Linked DNA regions of Gossypium hirsutum: region 2 is linked to region 1. The links are chromatin contacts, called in public Hi-C maps. All regions are on one chromosome and are shown on one strand. Each heading gives the region's core, a stretch centred on a gene start, on an enhancer-like site or on the middle of the called end of the contact. The rest is flanking DNA. Distances are from core to core; before and after follow the strand shown.

What was found. A called contact is a pair of places that touch in the nucleus more often than the background predicts.
Region 2: a Hi-C map of leaf shows a contact between it and region 1, with 3 times the contacts expected there. The contact joins the promoter of LOC107900952 here to the promoter of LOC107900270 in region 1. A contact is called at or near these places in 2 of 34 Hi-C or Micro-C datasets (both in leaf).

What each region holds. Positions count from the first base shown.
Region 1 is chrD08:48,939,779-48,945,661 of Gossypium_hirsutum_v2.1, forward strand. LOC107900270 (myb-related protein 308) reads left to right here and starts at 2,169. Exons shown (of 2, transcript XM_016825942.2): 1 at 2,169-2,454; 2 at 2,563-3,494. The coding sequence starts at 2,322. The coding sequence ends at 3,254. It also overlaps the pseudogene LOC121220349 and the pseudogene LOC121220350.
Region 2 is chrD08:49,148,017-49,153,904 of Gossypium_hirsutum_v2.1, forward strand. It overlaps LOC107900952 (probable alkaline/neutral invertase F), which reads right to left and starts at 1,294. Exons shown (of 5, transcript XR_005916764.1): 1 at 303-1,294.

The sequences.
Region 1 (5,883 bases), core at 919-3,418:
AATAATGTATGTATATTGGACTTTTTGAGACAATTATAGATCGTGGGAGGCAATTTTGATTGGTCAATAAAAATATATTTCAATGCTATTTCATTTTTATTTTTTACTAGTTTAACTAATCTATCATGAAACGGAAAAAAAGGTAAAGTAACATTGTGTTGATTGTTTTCTAAATGTAAGTTTTCTTCTTCCGCATGTAGAAAAAGAATCAATCAATCAATCAATCAAATTGTGAAAGGCTTCATGAAATGCTTCTTTTGGAGTTAAACTTCCATTTGTCCATATTTCTAGAAAAAAGCATCTCATGTTTTTCATTATCATTCCCATAACAATGAATACTATGATTCGCATTTCGAACAGGCATGAATACAACATCTATAGGATAACTTCCATTGTGAAAGTTCTTTGGCATTTTTATACCGTATCCTCTATTTCTCTTGATTTGTAATCCAATACACAAATCAATTGGTTCGGTTAGGCTGGCTACATGCTGTGTATTATCAACAATTTCCATAGAAGGTGGTAAGATGATGTCTTGAACAGTTACATATCCGGGACCCTTGGCACAAATAAAGGAATTACAAGTTTCATACAAATTCCCTTTCAATACAATTTCTTTCAAGTTCATTAAAATTTCATGGATTGATTCTTGAATACCTACTATGGTAGAATATTCATGTGGTATTTTCTTAGATTTGCACATGTAATGCATGTTCCTTCTAGTTCTCCAAGCAAAGCTCTTCGCATCGCAATGCCTATTGTGTTGGCTTGGCCTTTCATAAGTGGAGACAAAATAAATCATCCATAATAAAGACGCTTACTATCTATTCTTGATTCAACACACTTCCAATGTCGTGTCTGAGTCGAAGTAGAGACTTTTACTTTCTCTCAAACCATAGTAATATTATTTTATTTGATTAGACCATTGAATCATTTATTTTTCTTGAAATCTCTTTAGTGTTTATTTCTATACATGTCTTTTTTAGGGGGTCTACAGCCATTATGTGACATAGGGGTTACATCCCGTAGGAAGCTTAACAGTATACCACTTCTATGATAGGTCGTAATGCTGCATCTCTTTCGAGACTAGGACCCTTTACCATAACTTCTGCTTGTTGCATACCTTGTTCTACTATTGCTTGAATAACATTTCCTGTTGCGGTTTGAGCAGCAAAAGGGGCACTCTTTCTTGTACCCTTGAATCCACAAGTGCCGATAGAGGACCAAGAGATTACCCGACCTCGTACATCTGTAACAGTAACAATGGTATTGTTGAAACTTGCTTGAACATGAATAACTCCTTTTAGTATTCTACGTGCACTTATCCGTGCACTACTGCGCCCATTCCTACGTGAACCAACTTTTGGTATAGGTTTTGCCATATTTTATCATTTCATAAAGATAAGTCAGAGATATATAGATATATCCATTTCATGTCAAAATAGATCTATTTTTATTTGTTTATCGCTTTCTTTAAAATTAGTTTCTTTTCTTTCAGGAGTTCTTTTTAGAATAGAAAGATTATCCTTGTCTTTATTTATGTCCCGGGTTAAAACAAATTACGATAATTCGTCCCCTCCTACGGATTAGGCGACATTTTTCACAAATTTTATTAAAAGAAACCCTTATTTTTATAGTTATTATACCTTAAATTTTTTCAAATTCGCTTATTGAAAGAAAATAAATTTCTTAAAATTTGAATTGGATACCCTGAAAGGAATGTTGAAGTTGATAATAGGTACTACATATTTTTCTTTGACATAGGAGACTATTGAACACCTATGAAGAGGTGGTGAAACCTATTTGAAGGGTAGGAGTAGTTGGTTTTTCTGACACGAGTATTGGGAGGCCAAGTCATTGGCTATTTAGTTGGCAAAGTTTTTGGGAAAGTTTAGGAGTTCCATGTGGCATATTTCATTGTCCAAGCTGTTGCTTTTGGGGATTTATTTTCTAATTAAGGTGTTGCTTGTAACTCTTTTATTTTCTCATTCAATAAAATTGTTATAGAAAAGAAAATTGATACTGATACTTTAGTACTAAATAAAAATATTTCAAAGTTTAGAGAATAATTTAAAAGTTGAGTCATGGTTGGAGACGTTTGATGTAAATAATCCACATTCATAATTTTTAACGGTTTTAAAAGGGATAAGCCAAATATTTTGGGACTCGTGGTCCTTGGAGCATCCCTATCTCTATCTTGCTTCCTTGTTTCCCTTCTCTCATGTCTCTCAAGTGTTTCAATGCTTGTTAAGTATTTGAGAAAGAGAGAGTGAGTGAGCTGACTCGTCGAGTTTCCTATAAACAAAGGGAAAGAGAGAGAGATGGGAAGGGCTCCTTGTTGTACAAAAGTTGGGTTGCATCGAGGTCCATGGACTCCGAGAGAAGACACATTGCTTATCAACTACGTTCAAACTCATGGTGAAGGTCACTGGAGATCACTTCCTAAGAAAGCTGGTAGCTAAATTCCTCAATTTTAACTTACAAATCCACAAGGCAGGCACTAGTACTTGGTTTGAAACTAAAATGATTCCATTTTTCTTGCCAAATCTGTGAAACTTGCAGGGCTACTCAGGTGTGGAAAGAGTTGCAGGCTGAGATGGATGAACTATCTAAGACCAGATATTAAAAGAGGGAATATATCCACAGATGAAGACGATCTCATCATCAGATTACATTCTCTTCTCGGCAATCGTTGGTCTCTCATTGTCGGGAGGCTCCCTGGTCGAACCGATAACGAGATTAAAAACTACTGGAACACCTATCTGAGCAAAAGACTTCTAAGCCAAGGAATCGACCCCAATACCCACAAGAAGCTACCAAAGCCAGTAGTTCAACAAGTGAGCAAGAGAAAGAACAGCAGAGGCAGCAATAACAAGCAGAATCCGAAGAAAGCAAAGACAACACTTGAGCCTGCAGTGATACCAAAAGTCCATCTCCCAAAACCCAGTAAGGCAACTTCAATTTATTTTCCAAGAAACGACAGCTTCGACCAATGCAATACGTTTAGCACAGTGTGTTCGAGCCAAGGAGAAGAGGGTATAGGTACCCAGGTTATACAAGGCCCTTGGTCAGAATATGTAAGCCATGGTGAAAACGGGACCGGGTTTCTTTCAGAGTCGGGGTGCCACCCTCGTGTGCCATCAAGTGAAGGTGATAATTCTCTAGAGAAGCTTTACGAAGAGTATCTTCAGCTTTTGAAGGCAAACGAAGATCAACTGCAGTTGGATGCTTTCGCTGAATCGTTGCTCATCTGATTGGGAAAAAAAATATGCATGTATGTATGCATGCATATATTAAAATATCCTGTTAATGTCGGTAATTTTAAAAAATTTAAGATTTAATTAATATATTTAAAAATTTTCAAACTATTTTGATTTGAAAATTCTAGTCACATCATTAAAATTTTAAGTACTTTTTACCAAAATTTATCAATTTGACATGTTGATTAAGTTGTCTTCATGTGACGTGTCATATGATTGACGGAAAATAACTACATTAAATTGAAAAATTTTAACAGAAAATATCAACTATTATAATGATTGGACTAAAATTTTTAAATTGAAAAAATAAGGGGATTGAATTTTAAATTTTTAAAATATAAGGACTAAATCTCAAATTCTATAGATGTATAGGGTGTAATGGCATATATTAACAAAATAGAAATAAAAACAAAAGTGGCATATCGTTGTTATTAATTAATTACGTTAGAAGGTCAAACGGAATTTTCTCTCAAAAGACTTGGTTGAATCTTAGATTTCACGTGCTTACCTTCTTCTTTTTCTTTTTTTAATTAACATCTAGATTCGCTAAAAAAAAGAATCTAGATTCCTTTCTCGGAAGAATGAGGGTACGGATCCGAAGGAGAAAAAGAAAACAGAAACAGGACCGAGCAGCCAAAGTGATGTTATATATTTGTGATTGGCCTTTCCTTTGCAGCTTCAAGAAAGGTTCCTCAAAGCTTCAAAAGGACAAATTGATGGATCCACGCATGATTACGGCTGGGCCACTTCCTTTATTGGAATCAGCCACATGAGAGGAGGTCATGTGCAGTGGAGTAGGCGAGAACAAATCTGGGGGAAGATCAAATCAGCCATTTGAGGAGAAGTCGAGAGCAATGGCAGTGGCAATTTCAAAAGAGAATGGTTGCAAGCCTAACCCTAATCATCCAACCATATTACATAATTTGACATTTATATTTAAAATTTAATCCAATGTTAATAATGAATTGTAAAATTAATTTGATGTTTATACTTAATATACTGTTGATATATAAATATGTACACTTATAATGAATTATTTAGTATTTTCTGCTAAAATTTATTTATTTAAATTGGTTTTAAGGGTGTCGGTTTATTATTTATCGTTCATGTATAAATTTATACATTAAGGATGTATCAATAAAGACCCACTAACTCAATACATATTGTATATGAGAATATAGAAATAGCATGGCAGTTGAAACATGTTAACCTAAGAACTGGATTATACTCATTATTAAGAATTTCAATTCTAAAATTTAGATCAATTATGAAATTACTTTTTAAAGATTACATTAACAGTTATAAAATTTAAAATTTAAAATTTACAACTTTTCTATGGTATACTTCATTGGTAAGCCAACTATGATCTCCCCTTGTAGTGAACAATTTTCTTTTTCAACTGATTTATAATCAAAATTTATTAACCTTTTAAAAAATATATTCCAAAATTAGAAGTAAAAATATTATAATTATAAATATATGCCAAAGTAATTAGAAAGTAGAATAAAAATAAATAAATGAAGAATTGAAATATAATCCAACCCACACATGATAAATTAAATTACATGCGGTGGAGATTGAACCTGGGATTCCAAGAACCAAATGCCTCAACTTATTTTCAATTAAAAAAAATATTTAAACATTCATACCATGTAAAACCAACATGTTTTGCATGGAAAATAGGAGTAGATTTAGTCTTTTTTAAGCCTTCGCAAGAGGGTTCTTTACAAATCAAACCCATTCTTTACACCCTAAACCTAAAACTGATCTTTCATTTATTTTTTTGTCATAAAACCAATCTTTCCTTCTTTCTTTTTTCATTATAAAGCCACTCTTTTTCAATCTTTATTTAGTATTAATATTCAGTAGGTAAGTTAGTGTTGTTCTTTTAATTTATAATAGTAGGGGAGAAATTAGAAAATTTTTTTAGGGGTCGAAATTAAATTGTAATTTTTACGATAGCAAAAATGTATTTTCACCATTATATCTTTATAATTTTTAAAGGATTAAATCAAAATTTTATATTTTTAGGAGGGCTAAAGTGCAATTTTACCTTTACTAATTTAAAATTTTAAAAATTTTTAAGAGCTTAAATGGAAAAATTTCCATTTTAGAGGTGCCAACCCCCTAATTCCGGCCTTCTATAATAGTATTTATAGTGGTACTAATTTTATTTTAATTTGTTCGGTTTTAAATTAGAAACCTATTAGTTACCGCATTAGGCAAAGCTTTGGACGTTGCGGAGAGGACACTATGGTGTTCGAGCATCAATGTTAGGTGGTGTAATGGAGACAATGAGAGGAGGTTTCAGGAAATGAAACAATAAAATGGTATTTACCGCGATGGCGGTATCGACTTGTCCTTTGGGAGGACACCATGGTGAAGGTATATGGCATCAAAACATAGATGAAAGACGCTGTGGTAGTCTGGTAAGGAATCCGCTTATGGTTGTTGACCTTCGGAATGAGTCCATCAACTTTATTGGATAGAAAGAGGGTGCACAAGAGAGGCAGTGAGGATGAGCTAGTAGAACTCACACAGTTCTTAAAATAAACACTTGCCTTGTTTTAGGATGATCGTGGTATATGTGTAGTCCTAGGTGATAAAACATCTCCTCCCAGAG
Region 2 (5,888 bases), core at 44-2,543, 210 kb after region 1:
ATGATTATCATGCATGTAAAACAGGAATCTCCTTAACACCATTCACAAAAACAGAAAATGCCTCAAAATGCTATAGCGAAAGCGAATAGCAGTAAGCAAAATTCTGAAGATAAAATGGATTCTAACAAGCATGGATTTGAAGGCTAAAGAAAGACCGTTGAGAAAACACCTAAGACAAATGAAGCTTCATTGCAAAATAGCCAAACAAAAGAAAATGATAATATAACAAAACAAGGGAGATATCAGGATTTGAAAAATCAAAAGAAAACAAAAATGAAGACAAAGAATTAAACATAATATACCTGATTGTAATTCAAAGCCTCGGCGATAGGATCCATAGCAGCGAGCGTACCGACTGGCTTGCCTTTGTAATATACGTAAGATTTTTGTAGTCCCTCCCACGCTTCTTCCAACATCGCACCGTTTTCTGTACTCCCTAGAGGACTATCGACGGATCTGACCGCAGGCAATAAACTGTCGAGTTCCAAGTTCTCGAGACTCGAACCTACGCTAGGAGACGGCTTCAGTGACATCTGCGCCACGTTTGCATTATTGGATTTGGATATGTTCTCGTTGCTCTGCACTCTCAACGTCTTCATCGGCTTATCAAGTTTGTCAGTCGATTCATTTTCTTCCTCCAATTTGGATGACTCTTCTTTTCCGATTGTGTCTTGAAATATTTCTGTTGATATTTTTGGACTCTCTCGCTGGTTTGATTCTAGAGAAGTCTTTCCATTATCCGTCCATTTTACATTTTCAGTTTGCGAAGCTTCCTCAGGAGATTCAAGAGCTTCTTCCTCTTCATTTTGTGAACACAGGGATTTCTCGGTAATTTTAGACTTCTCAAACATGATAAAATCAAAAGATTTCTCACTCGCGTCGTCAGCTCCTTTCTCCGTGGTAGTCTCCGAAGGTTGTTCTTCGATAGGCGTCACGGTGCACTCTCCTTCGTGTTTAAGAACGATAAAAAAGTCAGCCGATTTCACCTCTTTTTCCGATGAATCTCCAAGTCCTTTCTCACTATCTCCGACTGAAAGAGTAAAATAAAGCGCAGGAACCGCCTCTGCTTCCTTTACATCTTCTAAAAGATCACACGGAGCTCTCAAAGTTGACATTCTTAAAGAAGAGAATCAAATATCAGCAGCACAATTGCACAATATACCTTTCTCAGGTCTTCCTCTTCGTTTCGTAGAAACTGAAACTGCTGGAGAGAATAGTGAGATACGGACAAAGAAAATAATGCAAAAATGGATCAGAGATGGAAGCCTAAAGGGCGTGAGCGATTGGGTACCGAATTGTGGTTCGTTTTGGAGGCTGGAAAAAAAATTTTAAAGTGTGGAAGTTGTTTTAGAATAGGTCTCAATACTTAGTTTATCTACGAAATTGCCCCTCGTCATTTCGTGCCCTGGGTGACAAGTTGGAAGTTCATAATGTACGGGCGTTTTAGAGATTAACAAAATTGTTTGTGAACTTCTTTCAGTTTTTGGTGGCGAGAGGAGTTATCGTGGGACCTTGGAGGCCGTTGGCTTTGGGCGCCAAAGGGAACACAAACAAACCCATAAACTCTTCCATTTTCTAAAAAATTAAAACAGATAAAAATTTTAAAAAATAAATTTATTAAAAAATTATTTTTCGATGAAAGTATAAGATTTTATAAAATTGCATTTAAAAATTCCTAAAATTGTAGAAAATAATTAAAATTTTATAAAAAAAGAATAAAATAAAATTTGAAACCCATGAACTTTAGGGTGGGTTTGGATGGGCGGTGCGTTGACCTGCGGTTAGTGTAAAAACAGCGGTGGAGGTGAGATTAGATACTGTAGCGATACTGTAGCGTGAGAGAAAAAGTAAGCTAAACGCACCGCACCGCACCCAATCGCCCATCCAAACTCACCCTTAGTCACCTTAGATGTTGTTTACAGTTTGAATGTTGCTTATGTCTGGAAACGAAGTGCACTACACACTTGTGCATCACAGATTTGACTGGAACCTCATCTCTATAGAAGTTATAAAATAGCTCTTCATGTGTCTATTAATGCATGGTATGAATGGAAATTGATAAAAATGAGGGATAGAATCGAAAGAGGTCAGTTCACCCATTTTAAGGTCAAAAGTTGGACAGGTAGAGAGAGTCAGGATTATTGCTTAGTGAATTAGGGTTTTGAGTGGAGAGGAATCCCTTTACTAAGTGGTATCTTGGGGTACTTATAGGAGGGGTAAGGGCCTAATGGAGGGTCCAACCAGGTCCAAATTGGGGGATATAACAATAGTCCCCCTCCTAGTCGAGAGATAGGTTAGAAAGTGACCATGCCTCGAGACTATTTGTAGGCCACCCCTGTAGGTAGTAGTTGTTGTAAAAAAAATGGGTGGTAAGTTATAGGGAACGTACCCAAAAATTGTCTTGTACTTTTATGGAGGATACAATTATTGGCCCTACGACTTGGGAATATATGGTGTCTTGTGAGGCTATTGAAATTCATTTGTACCCTTAATAATGCATTGGCAGATGGTGTTTCTATTCATGGTTGGTTCGTTTAAGTTTTCTTTTTGATTTAATGGGTGGTATGCTCATTGGCCCGGCAATCTGAAAATGCATAAAATATACCCGAGCGGTGCAATTGTCAATATAGAGGGATTAAATTTATTCGATGGAGACATGGCATATGTATATTGTGGATGCCATAATTGTACATGTAAAATAGAATAGGTTCAAGCCATCCGTATGTTGGCGTAAGAAATGCATATTATTCATTGGTGTAACAATATAAAATGTAGGGTACAAACTGTTCGTTGGTAATACAAAATTTAATAAATGCATATTATTCATTGGCGTAAGAAATACGTACTATCCGTTGGTGATATAAAACTTAAGCGGTGCAAAATCGTTCATTGATGATATAAAATGCAAGAGGTGTAGATCGTCCACTGATGATATAAAATGGAAGAAATGTAAATCGTTCATTGGTGATATAAAATGTAAGTAATGAATATTTTCTGTTAAAATATGAATGTAAAGAATGTGGGCTATATGTTTAAAATACATTCTCGTTTGTAATATAAAACGTAAGAAATGTATATTATCCATTGTGCAAGACATGCATAATGTCCGTTAAAATGTGAAGAGGAGAATTATTCATTGTTATAAATAATGACAGCGAATGTAGCTTTTGGCTTTAGTTTTTATTGAGTAATATTGAATAAGTGTTTTCAAAATGATGACGGGTGTGGCAACCCGACCAAGTTGTTGACAAGTATGGTGACTTGAGTAGGTTGTTGACGAGTATGACGACTCAACCAATAAATACAAGGATGACGGGTGTGACGACCCAGCCAGGTTGTTGACAGGTATGGCGACCCGGCCTATAACATTAGCCTGGCGACCCCTTAGTGTTCGAATACTTTTTATAGAAGTGAGGCATATAAAGTTATGAAATATTTTTTTTGTAATGAAAAACTAAGTTCAAATTAAGTAGGTATTAAATTCGACTAAGAATAAGAATTCTTTGAGTGCGTCTTTGGGTGAAATCTACATCAGGTGAGCTTGGTGGTTTGGTAGACTTTTTTGAAGAGTATACGCCACCTAGCTGTTAGACAAAATGTTAAGCCCTTGGTGTTAATATCTTATTTTTAAAGAATCGTACACTTTATTATTATTTTATTATCCTTGTTGAACAATCTGGTTAAACTAATGAGAATTTGGTTAGTATAAGACTAAGTTTCTGTAATCTATCAGACCCGTATTTATGAAGAAAGAGAAGTGCTTAGTCACAATGAACGAGGGGTTTGGAGGGAATTCAAACCTATTCACTAAGTTTTTCCTTTCGTGTATATCTGTATAAAGCAAACTTTGGCTTATTAAGCAAGTTTTATGCTTTATTTGGCAACCATAATTTCTTTCCAAGCTTTCTCTGTAATTTTTCTTTCGGAAAACTCTAAACTTAAGATTTGTTTGAAGACTTGGGTTCGTTGTACTCAGCCAACTCCACCATTGTTTGGTACTTGGTAAATATCAATGAAACTCAAGTTATTTTCATGGTTATTTACAAGGCTTTAAGGTTTTATGCTTTAGGGTCAGTTTGAGTTGTAATAAAGGAAACTTTCAGATTTTGGTTTCCTGTTAATATTCATATTAAACTTGCTTAGTTTTCCTTGTAAAATGATTACCAGAAATTTTCTAATCAATTTCCTTCGGGATCAACTCATAAGAAAGGACCAAGATACTTTGATTTCTTACGTTTTCGAAAGAAAGGCCGCCTCACAAATTTAGTAGAATTTTTTTTTATTCCTTCCTCTTTTTTTTTTGATAAGTTAACTCTTTGTATTATAGCTCAAGAAACTCCTGAAAACTCTCATGATAAGGGTAAGAGTCCTGTTGTCTGACCTTGCTGCATTGTTCTGTTGAGTTCCTTCTTGCTTCCATGTGTGTGTATTATGTTCTTGTTTATGTTAGATTGAGGTAAACACTCTTATCCCATGAGATGATATGTTTGTGTATGAGTAATAAAAGTTTGTGGTTAGTTGTTTGTGTGAATGGAATAAGGGTCTTTCTTCATGTTTAAGCTATCACCCATTATTTTTGGAATGAACAATATGAACTGAGCTATGAAAATGAAATCATGGCGATGCCTTAAATGAAATGAGCATTGAACTGACAGATCGCGATACATGAAAAGGGATTATGTGTCCTTTGGTAGGGAGGCCGCCTCTGGATATACTAACGTCTAAAATCAGAATACTACACAAAATATATAGACTAAAGAGGTGTCTGCAAGCATACGAGTCAAGTTGTAAGATAGTTACAATGAAGTAGGTAAGTACTCTGAGGATCGTACTCAAGGGAGACGAATACTAAATTAATATTAGCCTAAACACAAATAGATCTAATTAATATTTTAAATAAATCATAGTATGATAAAACATAAATGAGAGATATTTGGTTTTTTTATAATTTCATAACTGAAATAGCATTAATAAAGAAACTTTTGGAAAACTGACTTATAAACTGTATCAAATCTTAGTTATGGATGATTAGCTTGCTTTGGTGGTCATAACTAATTTCAATTTCGGGTTTCTATTCAATCAAATTCTCATTAACCTAGTAGGATCTCTCATTCTTCCACTAAATTAATGAGTTGGTAAGAACTACTTATCTTTCGACCTCACAGTCCAAACTGGTTTGAGGATAAGGTGTTCACGGATAGGTCATACCAATTTTGGGTTAATTCCCACCTAAATGACTTCCTAAGGTCGCCAAGCCTAGGGTTTAAGTTTTTCCTCTCCCAAATAGCTGATCCGTTATGAAAACCCTACATAGTAATAAGTTAATCACAGCTCCACTCGCTAATTCCCTATAAGAGGATTAGTTCCTCATGGATCTCATGAAAACAATAATCTTGACAAATAAGATATGCATAAAGAATAAATCAAGAGAAAGGTTTAAAGAATCTTGAATTATATTTGATTGATTATAAGCGCAGAATCTACAAGATTTGTTTCGAGTCAACAAACCAACTTCTCCAAATAGCACGAATACGAATAACTGAAATAAACCTAAAACCTAAAAGAAACGAAAAACTAAAACTAAAATTACAAGGAAAACTTGAGAATATCAAAAGTTGTCCTTTAAAAAGTGTTTAATAGCCTATTTATAGAGTTAGGGTTGTTGTCATCTGCAACCCTAGGTCAGCTGACGCTCTCGTGTTTAACTTTTGATTGTGCAAACCAAAATGCCCCTGACTCGTAAGTATTTCCTGTACAAAACTGATGTCATGACACCCTAATGCTTGTGTCGCGACATCAAAGGCAATATGCTTAGGTTCAGGGTAGCTTCAGAAGTGTGTCATGACATCCCATGGCTGTGTCGTGACACCAAAGGCAGCCTCAAGATT